Linked DNA regions of Mus musculus: region 2 is linked to region 1. A link is a contact called in public promoter capture Hi-C data. All regions are on one chromosome and are shown on one strand. The core of a region is the stretch at or near the end of the contact, and the rest is flanking DNA. Distances in the headings are between cores, read along the strand shown. Region 1 holds the start of Hecw1 (HECT, C2 and WW domain containing E3 ubiquitin protein ligase 1). Region 2 has its middle 43 kb from the start of 4933412O06Rik.

Region 1 (2,841 bases), core at 232-2,731:
ATAACAGGAAGAAAATCTCTTTGAGCCAAATAGATGCAGCAACACTGAAAATCAGACTGAACAACTTAACAATTAATTGAGGTGAATAAGCATTCTTTGTGGCAGTTTGTTGGAATTGTGTCTTCAGAAATCTTTAATATTAGTTTATACAAGAGACTTTTGTTGATTTACTTGTTTTTCTTCCAAATTTCTGGTTGGTATTATCATTTGGTTGATTCTGGTGTTTATTGTTGCACCTCAGCCAAGTCCATTCTTGGAGGTTTTCTTCATACCAAAGCTCATCTGTCAAATCTGGTGAAATGTGTGCTCAGGGTTCTGTGTGGCTTTTGAGATATGGTTTGAAAAACAGACAGCGTTGAACTCATCTGGTGGGAAAATCAGATTCCTGCCAGACAGAGGGAAATGTCCATTGAGAAATCACTGGGCACCTGAAGTGACGAGCGCAGGCTGGAAGGGAGGTGCTCCCGGGGGAGGGAGGAGGGTGGGAATTGAGGCTTCACTTGGTTTCCCGTGGTTTCCTCTTCTGTAAAGTTCTGCTGCAAGAGTGTAATCAGTGGCAAGAGGTGGGTCAACAAGAAGAACACCAGTGAGAAGCCATCTGTCTTATTGTTATAAATGGAGATATATCCAATCAGCTCTTCAAGAAAAGGTTCTGGAGCTAGAGGTATTACCAGGGTGACTAAGAGGAATTACCAGGCATTACTAAGTATAGTAAGAATACTAGGGTGTTCCCTGGGTAAGGGAAAAGGTACACCTCTAAGATGTGAAAAATAGTTTGCCTGGGGAGTGCCGGGCAGGAAAATAGGTAGAAATAAAAAGGCATTGTAAAAAACACAGAGTTGCGGATTATGGGGGTTGTGTGCTCAGAACCTTCGCACTTTGTGAACGTAGCAAGCCCAAATTAGACCAAATCAGTGGCCAGCATTTCACTTTCTTTTGCATCTTGGTCGGCTGGTCAAATAAAGATTTGCATTTTTCCTACTTCCATTTTACTATTTTGACAATGTGTACTGCTTAATACTAAACCTGCTTGGAAAGCTAAGCTTATCAACAATAGATACCTAGGGCGATTTACAAGCATGGCATTTGTGATCATAACGTTGTTTTGGGGGAACTTGCTGCGAAAATACTGGAGGATGCTGTGCAATGTATCTGCATCTGTGAAATGGACAAGTAAGGAAATTGAGGTGAGAACACCTGACACAGTGTACCTACCTAGAAGGTACTCATCCTTTCTGAACACAACATTTGCATGTACACAAAGGAACTGATGAACCGTGGCTGGTTCCAGATAAGCCTCGCGGACGCGTGCTAAGTGTTGGAAGGATAGGGCCTATAGTAACAAGAATATATATATATATATATATATATATATATATATATATATATACATATATACATACATATATATATATATATATACTAAAGGGGTGAGGAGGAGGGTGCGGGTGCGTGAGGCTGCAGGGCGGAGCACAGCCACAGAGAGCAAGCCTGGCTCCTGGTTGGTTCTCAAGTCTGGTTCCCACAGAGGAGCAGGCAGGAAGGGAGGGGATGCGGGAGGAAGGATAAAGCAATAAAGTGTGCTGCGTTGCCACGCACTGGGAGTCCTTGTTTGAGCCGCAACACCACGAGCCTCTGACCCAGAGGACCCCCTCCTGGCTCGCACAGGTTCACCAGTCGAGAGCTGCTCCAGCCGTGACGGTGGCTCTGACAATAGTTGGCTCAGGATACGAAGCAGCCAGAGCAAGGCAAAAGACGCTGATCGCCCAGGACTAGCAAACCAGGTCCTCAATGCCTGGCACCTATGCAAGCCACGTGCGACCCCCGGTTCTAACCTGCGTGCGGACCGGAGCATGATCTGTGCCCAGTTGGAGGCTGCCAAGGTAAGCAGACGCCACGCTCAGACCATCAGCCTCTCCTTCCCTGCCCTCTCCCCACCCCCTTTCTGGGGCGGCTTCCTCACCCTTGCGAAGCCCCTGCAGCGCACTGCCTCCAGAGAGCCGGGATCCACCCTTTTACCCACCCTCTCTTCTCCCGCGAGGTTCAATTGTTGACTTGGGGCGGGTCGCCGCCCAAGCCGGGCTGGCATCCCAAGGCTTGGGTACAGCCGGCAGATAGGGGCCCGAAGAGAAACAAAGAAGCCCCCAAACGGGTTCGCAGCGCCTCCTCCGCCCCTGGGCGCCCTCCCAGTGGCTAAGAGATGGCAGAGGAGGGGGCGGAGAGACCTACGTAATCCCCCTTTCCAGCCCACACCCACTCCTTGTGAACCAAGGCTTTTAGACAATTGTATCCCATGGTTTCTGCTCGAACTCTCTGTGCTCACTCAAAGGCTCCTGCAGCCGGCCGCCAGGTGCAGTCTACTGGGTGGTGACTGGATGGGAAGATGATCGGTGTGGGTGTTCCCCAGGCGACTCCCTATCTCTGGCCCGTTGTGCCTCTCATCTGGGCCTGCCACCTGAGTTTCAGCGGGAGCAGCTGGTCCTTTTGCCTACCCTACTGTTACCTGCACATAGGAAGAGAAAGGGGCGGAGGTTGGGGGCAGGCAAGGGGGCGCTGGGAAAGCCGCATCCGGTCCATTTTTGGCCGGAGATTCGACACATTCTCCCTACTTTACCAGGCCATGACAATGCAGCAAAATCCTAGAGCTCAAAGTGGCCCTCCATCCTCCACTCCAGGGCTTTCTGACAGCCTTGCAGCCTCAATTTCCCAGGCACTGGACTAATTTTGGGAGTGTGGATGTGTGGTCTGTTCATCTTGCGCACAGAGGCTGGACAGGGTAACTTCTTCCCTGCCAAATTCAGAACATGGGGGTAGGGAGGGGGTGTGGGGAGCTGGCAGAAA
Region 2 (2,841 bases), core at 93-2,592, 1.2 Mb before region 1:
CTACCCAACTCTAAATCCCGTGAACCTGCTTGTTTGTTTGTTTTGTTCTTGTTCAGGAAGGAGCTCCAATCATAGTGATCAGATGTAAACACATGAACAAAAGGCCAGTACTAATTGGACTCAGTAAGTCACACACACACACACACACACACACACACACACACACACACACAATTATATACGAAGAGATGCCGCTGAGTGATGGTGGCGCATGCCTTTAATCCCAGCACTCGGGAGGCAGAGGCAGGTGAATTTCTGAGTTCAAGGCCAGCCTGGTCTACAGCGTGAGTTCCAGGACAGCCAGGGCCATACAGAGAAACCCTGTCTCAAAGAGAGAGAGAGAGATGGGGAGAGAGAGAGAGAGAGATGGGGAGAGAGAGAGAGAGAGAGAGAGAGAGAGAGAGAGAGAGAGAGAGAGAGAGAGAGACCAATAAGTTGAATCAAGGCTCTCAGAGACTAATCCTGACTCTGAGATTCCCACTCACATGCGCGTGATTCCCAGAGCACCTGAAGTCAAAGAGATGTTCTCCTGGTGCCCGGTTCCTTCCCTCCCTAATGGGCTCTCCTCCTGACACCCTGGCTGGAAGCTTCTTCCCCCAGACTTTGTCATTTTCCAGGCTTTTGTTGTCCTCTCTCACACAGTATTCTGGATCCAAGGCCCCCGTAGAGAAGGACCCCTTTCTTGCTGTCCTGTTTTCCTCTGGGTAGTAGACACTGGGCCAGCTCTGTCCCTGACCAATCATGTGGCACTAGCCAGCTGACTCCACCTCTCTCCTCTTCTGCTTTTCAGATCTGTTTCCCCCTTCTTCTCCCCACCACCCCCACCCCAACCCCCACCCAACCCCACCCCCAGGACTTGTGGTCACCCATATCTGCCCTCACTCTACATGCTTAGTAGCTCTGGCTGTCCTGATCTCCTCTACATTCGTGTTTGAAAGGTTGCCTGGTCACAGATAAGGCAAACAGTTTGAATAAAGGGAACATGTAAAAGGAGCACCTTGCTAGGCCATGCGAGCAGAAGTGGGCACGAGACAAAGAAGCCTCATTCAATCTTCACTGTCCTTGCGCGGTGATTTGGGCCCACTGTGAAATTAAGGAAACTGGTTTGCCAAAGGCGGAACTGTTATCCACTTAGGCACAAGGCTCCCTGGGGCAGGCCTCATGCTCTATCTCCCAAAGGGCCTGAGGGAAGTCATTTTGCTTGTTCAGAAAGAGTAAGGAAGGGGGAGAGAAGAGGAAAAACAGCTCCAAGAATGCTGAATTGGCTCTCTGCGGGATGCTGCCGGCTGCTGCTTCACAGTAGAGATGCCAAACCGAGCCTAGACCCACCCTGTCAGCAACAGCGCTCTTGTCACAGCAGATCCGCCAATACAGCCTGCGCCACCGAGGAATCCTTGTTTATTTGTATTTCGTGCTAAGAAGAGACTGGCCCAGATCCAGGAAAGCCACTCCACGAAGCGGCGCCCCTCTCCAGCAGCTTCCGATTGATTCTAAACACTACATGCCTGGAATAGTCAAACCAAGACGCTTTTTATCTGCTCACGTAGGTTCTCGCTAACACCCGAGAGGAACGATGCTCTCCTGGGGATTTTGGCAAAGTAAAGCGCGGGCCTGCGGGCAGCCATTCCGCATGTCGCCGCGCGGTGGCGGAAGCAGCACAGCAAAGGGGTTCAGCGAGGAAGCCAATAACTAAACCGTGATTCTGCGCCCCAGGACCTGGGTCGTCCCCTGTGTGCAAAGGGTCGCCCAGAAGGAAGAAGGGGAAGGAAAAAGGACAGCGGCGTCCCATGAGAATGGAGAGTGATGGTAGTGTGTTCCAAAGATGCGTTTTGTTTTGTTTTCTCTGGCTAACACCGGAAATAGAAGCAGCAGAAAAGGGACTGGAAGGATTCTCCCTCTGGCACCGTGCAACAGCAGCTGTTCTTTGATTGAAATGCTCTGTTACCGTTGTGTATGAGGCTTAATCGCCCAAGGAAGCTGCAGCTTCTCCCATTCACTTTCTTCCATATTCTCCCAAAAGTATACGTCCCAGTTAGCTACTCTGTAAAATTCAGTTCTGGTGTCCCCAATCCAAGATTTCTTTGTCGGTGTGGGCTGTGTGTCCAAGCCACAGTCTTGCCCATACATCAGCTTTGCCTCTATGCACCACGCCTTCCTACCCCCACCTACAGAGTGCCTTTTCTAGTCAGCTGGTTCCCTTTGGCATCCTCTTTATTTCATCTTTGGAAGGGTTGCCTATCCATATTGAATTCGTTGAACCCTGTATTTGGAAGCACAGCAACAATGTTCAGCCTTGTCCTGATGCCCACTGGCATCCTATATAATTCATTCTGTCCTGATTATCTTGTTAGGTAGATGAGACAATTGGGGCTCCACAGCTAAAGTAAGTGGTAAGTAGAAAGGAGCCCCCCTCTCCATGTCCAGGTAACTCAGGCACTTGCCTTTGCCCTCAGAGAGGGGCAGCTTTGTCATCAGGTTCCTCTGACCAGTTATGGCTAGGACTTCATTTCCTAAGCAGGATGAAGCTATGTTCTGGCATATTCTGAGAGGTTCTGGACAATGGATCTATATCCCCAACACCGCATCCCGACTATCACAATCATACTCCATCCTCTCTCTCTCTCTCTCTCTCTCTCTCTCTCCCCCTCTCCCTCTCCCTCTCCCTCTCCCTCTCTCTCCCTCTCTCTCCGTCTCTCTCCCTCTCTCCCTCTCTCTCTCTCCCTCTCGTGTTCTGCTACATGCCACCTGTCTAAGTGTTCTGGAAGGCCAGAGAAGGCCATGATATCCTCTGGAGCTGGAGTTACAGTTGGTTGTAAGGTTGCCCAGTGTGGATTCTGTGAA

The links. Promoter capture Hi-C pulls out the DNA fragments that hold promoters and counts their contacts.
Region 2: a promoter capture Hi-C map of hippocampal neurons shows a contact between it and region 1, with 6 times the contacts expected there. The contact joins the enhancer-like site here to the promoter of Hecw1 in region 1. A contact is called at or near these places in 7 of 39 promoter capture datasets (cranial neural crest, embryonic stem cells, hippocampal neurons and 3 more), 2 of 484 Hi-C or Micro-C datasets (both in cortical neurons), 4 of 115 datasets of contacts at active chromatin or transcription factors (astrocytes, embryonic forebrain, embryonic hindbrain and 1 more) and 2 of 9 other capture datasets (adipose tissue and liver).

What each region holds. Positions count from the first base shown.
Region 1 is chr13:14,521,866-14,524,706 of GRCm38.p6, reverse strand. It overlaps Hecw1 (HECT, C2 and WW domain containing E3 ubiquitin protein ligase 1), which reads left to right and starts at 1,481. Exons shown (of 29, transcript NM_001081348.3): 1 at 1,481-1,883. It overlaps Gm30893 (a long non-coding RNA gene), which reads right to left and starts at 2,112. Exons shown (of 2, transcript XR_382090.4): 1 at 2,024-2,112; 2 at 207-1,158.
Region 2 is chr13:15,758,097-15,760,937 of GRCm38.p6, reverse strand. No RefSeq gene overlaps it. Among named protein-coding and RNA genes, the nearest start is that of 4933412O06Rik, 43 kb to the left of the region's middle. Within about 2 kb of position 1,342, at least 157 of the 459 cell types and tissues checked have an H3K27ac peak or open chromatin away from gene starts, as enhancers often do. A contact at or near this core is called in adipose tissue, astrocytes, cortical neurons and 3 more, where this site is marked.